Regions from separate parts of the Pan troglodytes genome. Here region 2 is linked to region 1. The links are chromatin contacts, called in public HiChIP or PLAC-seq maps. All regions are on one chromosome and are shown on one strand. Each heading gives the region's core, a stretch centred on a gene start, on an enhancer-like site or on the middle of the called end of the contact. The rest is flanking DNA. Distances are from core to core; before and after follow the strand shown.

Region 1 (5,581 bases), core at 2,081-4,580:
CTCTCTCTCAGCTAATGACCTTGCTTTCTATTTCCTTCTATCCAGGTACTGTGAATCAGTGATTCTCAAGAGGAATTTTACTCAACAGTCCCACCCTGGGAGGGAGGAAATTTTGTAAATCTCTCCAAACTGTAAATGTTGAAATGCCCCAGGACTCAGTCCTTGAACCACTCCCTTGAAGATCTCTCACATGGTTTTAAATAACACTTATACATTTACACTCCCACAGTTTTATCTTCTGTCCAGACTTCTCTTTTGAACTGGCTGGCTTCACATATACCACCACATATGACATTTCCATTTAGAAATTTAACATATGCAAAATGGAAAACCATTTCAGATCTTCCTTCCTCCTCTCTCCTATCATTTATTTTATTTTATTTTGAGACGGGGTCTCGCTCTGTCGCCCAGGCTGGAGTGCAGTGGCGCGATCTCGGCTCTCTGCAAGCTCTGCCTCCCGGGTTCATGCCATTCTCCTGCTTCAGCCTCCCAGTGGCTGGGACTACAGGCGCTTGCCACCAGGCTGGGGTTTTTTTTTTTTTTTTTTGTCTTTTTAGTAGAGACGGGGTTTCACCGTGTTAGCCAGGATGGTCTCGGTCTCCTGACCTCGTGATCCGCCCGCCTTGGCCTCCCAACAAAAAGTTCTCCTATCATTATCACTCTGTGGTCTTTTCCGTTTCACTAAGTGGAAGAGTCCTTTTTTTTTTTTTTTTTTTTTTTTAAAACAGACAGGGTCTTGCTGTCACCCAGGATGGACTACAGTGAAGGATCATGGGTCACTGTAACCTTGAGCTCAAGGGGGTCAAGTGATCCTCCCCTCCCATCTCAGCTTCCCAAGTAGCCAGGACTACAGGCTCATGCCACTATGCCCAGCTAATTTTTTATTTTTTTGTAGAGACAGGGTCTCGTTATGTCGCCCAGGCTGGGGATTCTCTCAAAGATGGTATTACAAGCATGAGCCATCACGCCCGGCCAAGTTATATTCTTTAGTTGCTCAGTCCGTAACCCTTGGAGTCGTCCTTGACCCTTCTTCTACCTGACTGCTCTCAAAAGTCTACAATCTGGTCATTTCGCACTACCGCCACTATTACTACCCTGATTCAAGTCACATTGACCTTTAACCTGGATAAATGCAGTCAATGGCCTACTAACAACTCTTATTTCTGCACCTGCTGCATACAGTCAACATAGCAATCAGATCTTTTAAAACACAAGTTAGATCAACTCACTGCTTACTCAAAACCCAACTCATTCAAAGTACAAATTAAGGTTCTTATAAATTCCCACATGCTCCTAAATGACTTGGCCCCATTTCCACCTAAGTATCCACTACTTCTTTCCCTCTTGTTCATTATTTTCCAGTCAAACTAGCTAGTATGCGCCTGCTTCAGGGCTTCAGTGGTAGCTCCTTCCAAGTGGCACCCTTCTTTATCACCTGTAGGCCTCCAAGTTAATACCATCTTTTCTATGGCCACCACTCCCATCTCTTGGCATTCCCTATACCCCTGCACTGCTTTGGTTTTTTTCTCTAGCACTTTCCGCCACTTGACGTACACAGTTGGCCCTTCCTACCCATGGGTTCTTCGTCCTTGTATTCAACCAATCATGGATGAAAAAATATTCGGGGAAGGAAAAAAAAGTCAGTACTGAACATGTATAGACTCTTTTTTGTCATTATTCCCTAAACAATACACCATAACAACTATTTATACAGCATTTAAGTTGTATTGCGCATTATAAATAATGCAGAGTTGAACTAAAGATAGGAGGATGTGCATAGGTTATCTGCAAACACTACACCATTTTATATCAGGGACTTGAGCATTTGAGGACTTTGGTATCCAAGGGAGGTCCTGGAACCAATCTCCCACAGATGCCGAGGGACAGGAAAGACTGTACCTTAATTTTTGTATCAATGTCTTCTCACCCCATCCCCAAAGTGGAACTTCATGATGGCAGGGATTTTTATTCTTTTGTTTACTATTTTGTTTACTGTTTTGTCCAGTGCCTAACACATAGGAGGTACTCAGTTTGGGGGAAATTAATGAAATAAATACACACTTGAGGTGTGTGCACTATTCTAAAAATCCATATCCATACAGTTCCATTCTGTACACTTTCCCCCAATTTTAAGTAGCATATCTTTGAAGATAAAAGCACAGGCTTAAATCTGGTGTAAAATACCTCTCAATTACTACCCTGAGCACAACATCGTTATTTTCAAATTCAAAATTCAACCAGAAACTCCCTCTATGGAAATCACAAATAGTTCAGTTCAGAGCCAAGTATCCAGTTTCAAGGTCTCAGAAATTTAACAAGCCAATTCTGGAAGGCTTTGGAAGTTCAGCTACTGTCTGGTAAGTCTCCGGGTTCTGATTGCTCAAGACAGGCTGTACCTCCTCACCCCTCAGAAAAATCTAGAACCAATAGTTTCCTAGGTTCCTCAAGTTCAGGATAATTTTTAAATAATCCAAAGTACAAATGAAGTATGTAAAAGAGTCTTGCCAACAGAAAATGTCTTTGGTAGCACTAAATATTGTTATTGAGACAGGGAATATCGTAAATAGATAAATTGTTTGGAGGACATACCCACCGAGTTTGGACAGACTCACACTGCACTGTGCAATAAAGGTTTAAATAACTGTGTTCCACAAAAAATGCAGGTCCTGAACTGAACTCTAGAGCCTGCGACTAGACTCTCGCTTTCCTACCTTAGTAAGCAACAGACATGTACCCCAAGAGGGACCCCGCAGGCCACACCCGCCAACCGGCCCCAGGGCTCCGGGCCGGCGTCTCGCCAACTCCACCTTGCCCGGAGGAACCACCTTCACCCGCCATCGCGGCCGGGCGGGCGCTCCTCCAGGCAACTACTCACCCCTCCTTCCTACCACACCTACCTGGCCCCTCCCCAGCCCTCCTCCTCTAGGAATTTCCTCACACAAGGTGGACACACACACCTACCCTACTCCAAGCTATGACTCCTCCTTCCGGCTCCCCGCACTGGTGGGGACGCCCAGATTCCGCGCTCCGGTGGGGCGGCGGGGCAAGCTGCCCGCCTGACACACTGTCCTGCGGGGACGCGGTAGCAGGACTCCAGGAAGCCCGCGCAGCCGCAAAAAGCACCGGCGCGGAGGTCGGAGCTGAACCCTGCTGCACTTCCGCCCTCTGGTATCCAGCGAATACAACCGGCAACGCTGCGGAGCCCTGGCAGCCCACCACAAGTCCAGTCACCCTCGGCGCCCGGAGATGACGTCACGAGACCCCACGTGGTCCGAACTCCACCCTCCGTGTTCTGCCCAACCCAGCGAGGAGGCCCGAGTCGCTCTTGAGCATGCGCCAACGGGGCAGTACGCTTGAACTCGGGACCAAACCTCTCCAAGTTCATAGCTTCTACCCTCTTCTGAGAATCTTGCGTCAAAGCGTAGTTATTGGGGCTTGGGGAGGTTAACTTAACAGTTCCACAAAAACAGTTTTTAAAATACTGAAACACTGCCTCCCTAGAGCTTGATCGCAACATCCCTTTCTTCCTGGCATCACACAACAGTATTAATAAAACTTTAGTTTTCAAAGTACTTTCCCATCCATTTTCTCATTTGATCTTCTTCTCTACTTTGTTGGAACCACCGCAGGCATTAATAACCTAATTTAACAGAAGACTATATGAGCACTGAACCCTCCCACCCATCCAAGAGTACATATCTTTATCTTACTCTTTGTAAAAATAATTGGGGCCGGGCGCGGTGGCTCACGCCTGTAATCCCAGCACTTTGGAAGGCCGAGGCGGGCGGATCACGAGGTCAGGAGATCGAGACCATCATGGCTAACACGGTGAAACCCCGTCTCTACTAAAAATACAAAAAAAATTAGCCGGGCGCGGTGGCGGGCTTCTGTAGTCCCAGCTACTGGAGAGGCTGAGGCAGGAGAATGGCGTGAACCCGGGAGGTGGAGCTTGCAGTGAGCCAAGATAGGGCCACTGCAGTCCCGCCTGGGCGAAAGAGCGAGACTCCGTCTCAAAAAAATAATAATAATAATTGGTAAACTTACTAATAAAGAATCTTTGAATTGGCTCTATCCAGAAGTCTTAGCAGGCATTTAAGGTTTTTCTCTTAATTACACGTGCCTTAACGCCATGCATGTTAAGTAAGTACTGTGCTGAGACTCAAAACAGGTTCTTGATAATTGGGAACGTAAGGAAAATTCTAGTAGTAGCCACAGGATTCTTTTAAAAAGAAAAATCTTCTTGGAGTTGGACTAAGTACAATGATTTTCAAATGGTAAATTACAGTACATTAGTGGGTATCTAAATCAAGTTAGGGAAGCATGCCCAGCATCTTTTTAAATGAAATAAAATAGAAAATATCAGCATGCTTCACACATGTAAAGGGTAAATATTGTGTCCCAAAATTTTTACTTCAGTATGTATGTGGTGTACACTGGATAGGAATGGGAAATACATTTCTTAGTAAGGGTAGCAGTCAGAAAAGTTTGAAAGCCACAGTTATGGTCCTCTTCACCTATTCAATGCAGAAATCCTCACTACAGTGTCCCCAGTAAACAGCTATTAGCCTCTGTAAGAAAGCTTGTGGGATTAAGGTGCATTGCCTTCCCAGTGTCAGACAAAAGTATATAAAATTTCCTTTAAAATGTATCTAAAAAATAAGATGGATTTAGGGGCGTATAGATGGATAAATATGTGATTAACCAAATATAGTAAAATATAATGGTAGAATATAATGGTAAAATATAATGGTAGAATCTAGATGGTAGAATCTAGGTTCATTGTAAATGGGTATTCACTGTAAAATTTGTTCAGCTTTGCTGTGTGTTCAAAATTATTTCCTAACAAAATGTTGGGACCAGGCACAGTGGCTCATGCCTGTAATCCCAGCACTTTGGTAGGCCCAGGTAAGAGGATAGCTTGAGCCCAGGAGTTCAAGACCAGCCTGCACAACATGGCAAGACCACATCTCTACAAAAAACACAAAAATTAGGAGGGCGTGGTGGCATGCGCCTACAGTCCCAGCTACTCCAGTGGTTGAGGAAGGAGGATTACATGAGCCCAGGAGGTCAAGGTTGCAGTGAGCTATGATTGTATCACTGCAGTCTAGGTGACAGAGAGAGACCTTGTCTCAAAAAAAAAAAAATTGTTTTGGGGGAAACTATGTATGAAGAAACCCAATAGGTGAAAGGTGATTACTTGATTTGACTTAAAATTCAACTTCCTGTAATTTTTATAAATTGACCCTGTTTTCTTTCTTTCTCCCCTTGTCCTTCTCTCTTCCTCACCCATCTACAACATACAACAGAAATAACTAACTCTTCTTCTAAAAGACAGCATTTCAATATGAAAAGGTAGCTCTTGTGCCCCGTAATGCGCTCAGGGATAAACATTGTCATTTCTTTCAGCCATTCTTCACATGCCGTATCTCTCCTCTGGATATGGTCCAGTTATCAGCGTTCCTATTAAATAGTTGTTACACTTGTTTCTATATGATGATCATGCTCCTTGAGCAAAAATTTGGAAATAAAGGGAATTTTATGTTTCGTCTCTGTCATTTCCATTTGTGAACATTATGCCTTT
Region 2 (5,581 bases), core at 1,934-4,433, 650 kb after region 1:
CTATCCTGGATTTGCTAGGTAACTTTCACATACTCAATTTAATACAGCCTTGGTAACTTAGCCTTTTCCTTAAGGGGGAAATGCAGTCTTATCTTCTCCCTTGAAATCTGAAATAATAACTCTTCTAAAAAATGGCCACAATATTTGGGTTAAATTGAAAAAGAAAATGAGTTTTTCCTTTAAGGCAGAATGACTTCAAGAAAACACCATGAAGTCGGAACGATTTCACAAAAGACAACGAGAGGTTATGGTGTTAAGTTTCACCAGCAGCAGCCTCACTGGTCACCAAGCTCAGTGCTGTGGCCAAGAACCAAGGTTCTCCCAGTGTCCCAGCGTCTGAGTGGCATCATTCACCACTGATTTTTCAAGCCACGAAATGCACAGTCCAGTAGGGCACGTGATAATCTCTCCTTTGTCATGGAACAAAGGCAGATCGGAGTTTTCAGCCCTCACTGCAAGGGAGGGTTTACAAGGGCTTCTGATTACAGGCTGGAGGGAGGACGTGGCACCAGGCAAGAGTCTGGGCCCCGTGTACATTTGGCTGCCTATTAATCCAAAGATAAAGCCCTCCTACATCAGCACCAGCTCCTTTTGTTGTAAAATCCATAAGGTCATTAAACAAATATTGACTACAGAAATGTACAAATCCTATCCAAAATAGATTAGTGACAACAACAAAAAAATCTTGATCAAGTCAAATTTATTTATCGGGCACCTACTGTGTGCAAGATTTAGTGTGTCCCATCAGGAAACGGCACTCCCAATAAAGAAAAGCATTAATATGGTAATTTACTTAAAACAGGGTGCCTGTTTTGGACACCTTGTTTGGGATCCCGCAAAGTAACCTGTTCTTTATTCATACAATGAGTTTTACTGCAGCAGGTGATGTTTTCTTTTTAAAACCTGGTGTATCAATCTGAGGATCTAAAGATCCTCTACACCAACAAAAAAATTATGTTTATTAAACTGACACTAAACAAAATTTTCTCTCCCAAGCTACATTTATTCGCATTATTAAAACTTCTCACTTACAATGTTGGAGGAAAAAAATCTGGTCGGAGAGAAGATGGGGCGGGGAGTGGAGGGGGCCGGTTTCTCGCAGCCGCGCCCCTCCCCCATCAAAGAATTGAGGAAGGCTCGGGAGCGCAGCGGACTGGGAGGAAGACAATAGGGTACGGTTACCCCGCCAGCGGTGGGGAAGCGCGTTCCACACTCAGGCTGCACTCCCAGGTGAGCCCGGACTTTCGATGTCTGGGGACGGAGGACGCAGCGCGCCCAACTTTGGGGGAGAAGCCCCAGAGACAGTCCTCGATTAACCCCAATCGAAGGCGCTGGAGAGCCGTCACTCCCATCCTCCAAACCCGAACTGACCCAAACAAACGTACCTTCTTCGCCCCCACCCCCGCTAGGGTCTCCCAGGCCCAGCCCCCGGTCTCTCTCGCCGGCGCGGTGCATCCATACACCCTCGAGGCAGCGCTGCGCGGCCCCAGGTACCCACACCCGGGGCGAGGTTCCCCGGATGGAGGATCTAGGGAGACCGCGCTGGTAGCGGCGACCTGGACAAAGCCTGGCGGGGACTCGGGACAGAATCGTCCCACCATGCTGCCTCCCCAGAACTAGCCAATCTGGGCTAAAATAACATGGGGATCCTAAGATGACAAGCGATGGACGTGAAAGGTTGCATCGCAGAGAGCGCAGCGTCAGGAGAGGGTCCCCGCCTCGGCTTCAGCCCGGAACCGGGGTTTGTTTAAAAAGGGCCAGATAGCCGTAGCTTCTCCGGGATACCCAATCCAACTCCGAGGGTGGAGGATGGGCGTGAGCCGCCCTCCCCGAAAGGGACCGTCGCATCTCTTTGTGTAGAGCGCGGGGAGCGCGAAGACCCTCCTAGGGGGAAGCGGGTCCTCAGGGACCCAGGGACAACGTCCCCAGGGAGCCCGAGCTCTCCAGGCGCTAATCCCTGCAGGCACCTCGGGCCTCTGGGTGAAAGTGGGAAGTAGGCACCTGGCTGCCTGGGAAGGGACAGCGTGGAACCTGGGGTGGGGCAGGGTCCTCTCAGCCCGCACGCGGAGCTGCATTGTTCCCAGGGCCGTGGGAGGGGAGGGGGAAGCACGCAAGGGAATGGAAAAATGGGGTCCACATGGCCCTCTCCCCTGGTCAGCTAAGCAAGATTCTCTCCCGGTCCCTGTCCGTGGCCCGAGGTAGAAGCGCAGGACGGTCCCCCGGGACCGGGTCCATCTCCCCTGCCCCCACCCCGGGAACGGCCCTCGAGCCCCGCCGGGCGCCAGGGCCTCACCTGCGTGGGTAGGAGCAGTGCCAGCAGCAGCAGCCCCAGCCCGAGCCTGGCCACCATTGCTCTGCCCATGTCCCCTCCGTCGGTGCGCGGCGCGTCTAGCAGGATGCTGGGTGCTTGGAGAACCGCTGGCTCCGGGCGGGCGCAGGCAAGGTGGGGAGCGCGGCGAGCCGGCGAGACCTTATATACCAGGAAAGCCACAATAGCCGTGACGTGGCGCCGCCCGCCCACCCCGGCTCCCCTCCGCCGCCGCCCGCCGCCTCCCCGCCTTCCCCGCCCCGCTCCGGGTTCCCCAGCGCCCCCGCCGCCGCCGCCGCCACCGCCACCGCCGCTCCGGCCCTCGCGGGCCGGGAGCCCCCCGGGCGGGCGCCGCTGCAGGTGGGCGGGCGCCGCCGGCTGCTGGTACCCGGCTGGTATCCCCGCGCCGGCTGCGGGCTGCGGGCAGGCTGGCACAGGCGCCCAGCGACTCCTACACAGGACCCGGGGCACACACGCGAGCCACACACGCCGCGCTGGGGGCCGGGCCCAAGTTTCCTTTGTTTCCCGGGACCTGCCATCTTACCCCCCAAAAGAAAAGTCCGCGCCTCCGCTGCGGCGGGGTAGCCGCCGGTCCTGGAGCAAGTGCGTTGCCACCCAGACTGCAAAATGCGCCCCGGGGACCCGAGAGGGGCCGCGAATTCCAGTGCGACCGCGTGGGGGGCGGGCGCCGGGACCCCTCGGGCAGGGTTATCTCTCGGCCCGCCGCAGAGGAAAGGCGAACGCGGCGGGCGTGGCGCGGACGCGGGCCGGACGCTCACTCTGGCCGACGGGACCCGGGCGCCGCCTAGCGCGAACCCTTCCCGCCTGGTCGGCGCTCCTCGCAGGCGGTGTCCGGGTCCGGAGCGATCTGCGCGCTCGGCCCCGCGGCCGCGCCCTCCCCGAAGCCCTTGCTTTGTTCTGTGAGCGCCTCGTGTCAGCCAGGCGCCGTGAGCTCACGGGGGCGTCCCGGGTCCGCATCCTCCCAGGAGCTGGGGAGCCGCTCGCTGGGCGCGGACCCGCTGCCTGACGCTGCAAACTACAGGGTTTCGGTCCCCCGCGCTCCTGCCTGCGGCGGGCGAGGAGGAGACGGCCCACCCTGAGGGGACCCCCTCCGCGGCCCTGAAGCCCCCACCGCCCTCCCCGAGCGGCTCTGCTCCCAGGTTCTACTCGGGGGCAGGAACCTCCCCTCCTGGCGGTCCCACTACAATTCACCGTCCCTCTCGAATTCCTGGGGATACACTTTTTCGGTCTCTGTTGCCCGTCATTCGTTTAAAGAGCAGAACCGTTCGAGATAAAGGCATTTACTTATCCGTAGTTGCCATTAGGCAATTTAATGAACCGGCACAAAGAGGAGATTCGTCATCACTCTTTAGATTTTGGTGGAATACTTCTTTCCTATCCATCTTATTGTGAAAACTTTCAAGCATACAACAAAAGTTGAAGTAATTTTACTGGTGGAGTATTTTGAGTTTAAATTTTAATTGCAAGACTTAATCTTTTTATTGAAGGTTTAGCCCAAGTGTTTTTCAGTCTTTAAAGCAAACAGCAGAGACCAAACCTAGTATGGTTGTAAATTTGTTTAAATTTCAGTTTTGCAGAACACTCTCGTTAGTACTTTTGGTTCAATTTTTAATTGCAAGACTTAATACTTTTATTTAAGGTTTAGCCCAAGCATTTTTCGGTCTTTAAAGTAAACCACAGAGTAGTAAGATTCTAAATTTGTTTAAATTTCACTTTTGCGTGGCAGTCTCATTAAAACAAAGTAAGTTTCAGGGAAGCAAAGTGACAATGAAATCTGCAGTAGGTCTGTTGACTGAATAGTGACTGAATCGGTTTGTGCCTTCAAGGTCAGTCACTTTAGCTCAGTAATTTTCCAAGCACGTTTAAGATGTGCTTGGGAACACAAGAATTTCTGTCGAGCACCAGTGGACTTTCCTGTTTAACAGTGTACCGTACCACATTATATAGAAATACTTTGGCCGGGCGTGGTGGCTCACACCTGTAATCCCAGCACTTTAGGAGGCTGAGGAGGGCTGATCACCTGAGGTCAGGAGTTCCAGACCAACCTGACCAACATGGTGAAACCTAAAATCTAGTCTCTACTAAAAATCCAAAATTAGCCATGCATGGTTGCTCATACCTGTAATCCCAGCTACTTGGGAGGCTGAGGCAGGAGAATAGCTTGAACCTGAGAGGTGGAGGTTGCAGTGAGCAGAGATCAGGCCATTGCATTCCAGCCTGGGCAACAAGAGCAAAACTCTGTCTCAAAAAAAAAGAAAAAAGAAATAGTCTGGCCCAGCTTCTCCATTCCTTTTCCGGGTGAAAAAAATGGACTGTTTGTGACTCAGGAGTGCCGGGTTCCAAGGCAAGGAACATACTATGTCCTCCACAAGCTGCTTGTTGAACTAACTGGTGGTATTCCTAGGATAAGACAGCCTCTAAAGACAGACTGCCAGAGTTCAAACCGTGGCTCTGCTAATTTTGCTGGAGACAAAAAGCCTCAGTTCCTTCATCTATAAAATGGAGATAATAACATCATTACTAATTAGTTATTAAAGAGTTATTGTATATATAAGTGTTAGAATACTGCCTGCCTCAGAGTAGCAGCTCTCACTTATTTGCTCTTCCACTGAAGGTGCCAGCAACCAGAAGGTAATTACCTTCTCTGCCACTGTGTGATACGTGAAAGAATATCAGTCTCCAAATAATTCCCAAAACTGGCAAGGCACTCAGAATCTGTGCTTTGTGAACCATTTCATCACCAGCTAATGAGACTGGATAATTCACATAGCAAAGCCCTTCACCTCTGCCCAGGAGTTCCCCCTGGGCATCCTACCGGGGGTGTTGCCCAGGACTTTGACAACTGGAGGCCCAACACAGGTAAGATACTTCTCTTTACAGGTCTCCACCCTACCCTTTTCCTGTACAGCTAGAAACTCAAGAAAACTGCCTGATTTTTCCTTTGCAGTTCTTTTGGTTTGTGATTCTTTCTTCCTATTCTTTATCCACTTCTCCTGGTTTTTCATAGTTTGTTTGCTAATAAAACCTGAGCCACGGCTGGGTGCAGTGGCTCATGCCTATAATCCCAGCACTTTGGGAGGCCGAGGCAGGCAGATCACATGATCAGGAGATCGAGACCATCCTGGCTAACATGATGAAACCCCATCTCTACTAAAAATACAAAAAATTACCTGGGCATGGTGGCACACGCCTGTAGTCCCAGCTACTCGGGAGGCTGAGGCAGGAGAATCGCTTGAACCCAGGAGGCGGAGG

The links. HiChIP or PLAC-seq counts read pairs in DNA pulled down with a chosen protein or histone mark.
Region 2: a contact with region 1 is called in an H3K4me3 HiChIP or PLAC-seq map of stem cell-derived excitatory neurons, with 4 times the contacts expected there. The contact joins the promoter of CD24 here to the promoter of ATG5 in region 1. A contact is called at or near these places in 1 of 7 Hi-C or Micro-C datasets (stem cell-derived neural progenitor cells) and 1 of 1 datasets of contacts at active chromatin or transcription factors (stem cell-derived excitatory neurons).

Annotation. Positions count from the first base shown.
Region 1 is chr5:118,235,674-118,241,254 of NHGRI_mPanTro3-v2.0_pri, forward strand. It overlaps ATG5 (autophagy related 5), which reads right to left and starts at 3,331. Exons shown (of 8, transcript XM_518659.7): 1 at 2,962-3,331.
Region 2 is chr5:118,884,486-118,890,066 of NHGRI_mPanTro3-v2.0_pri, forward strand. It overlaps CD24 (CD24 molecule), which reads right to left and starts at 3,184. Exons shown (of 3, transcript XM_024357344.2): 1 at 2,853-3,184; 2 at 2,294-2,470. The coding sequence starts at 2,362.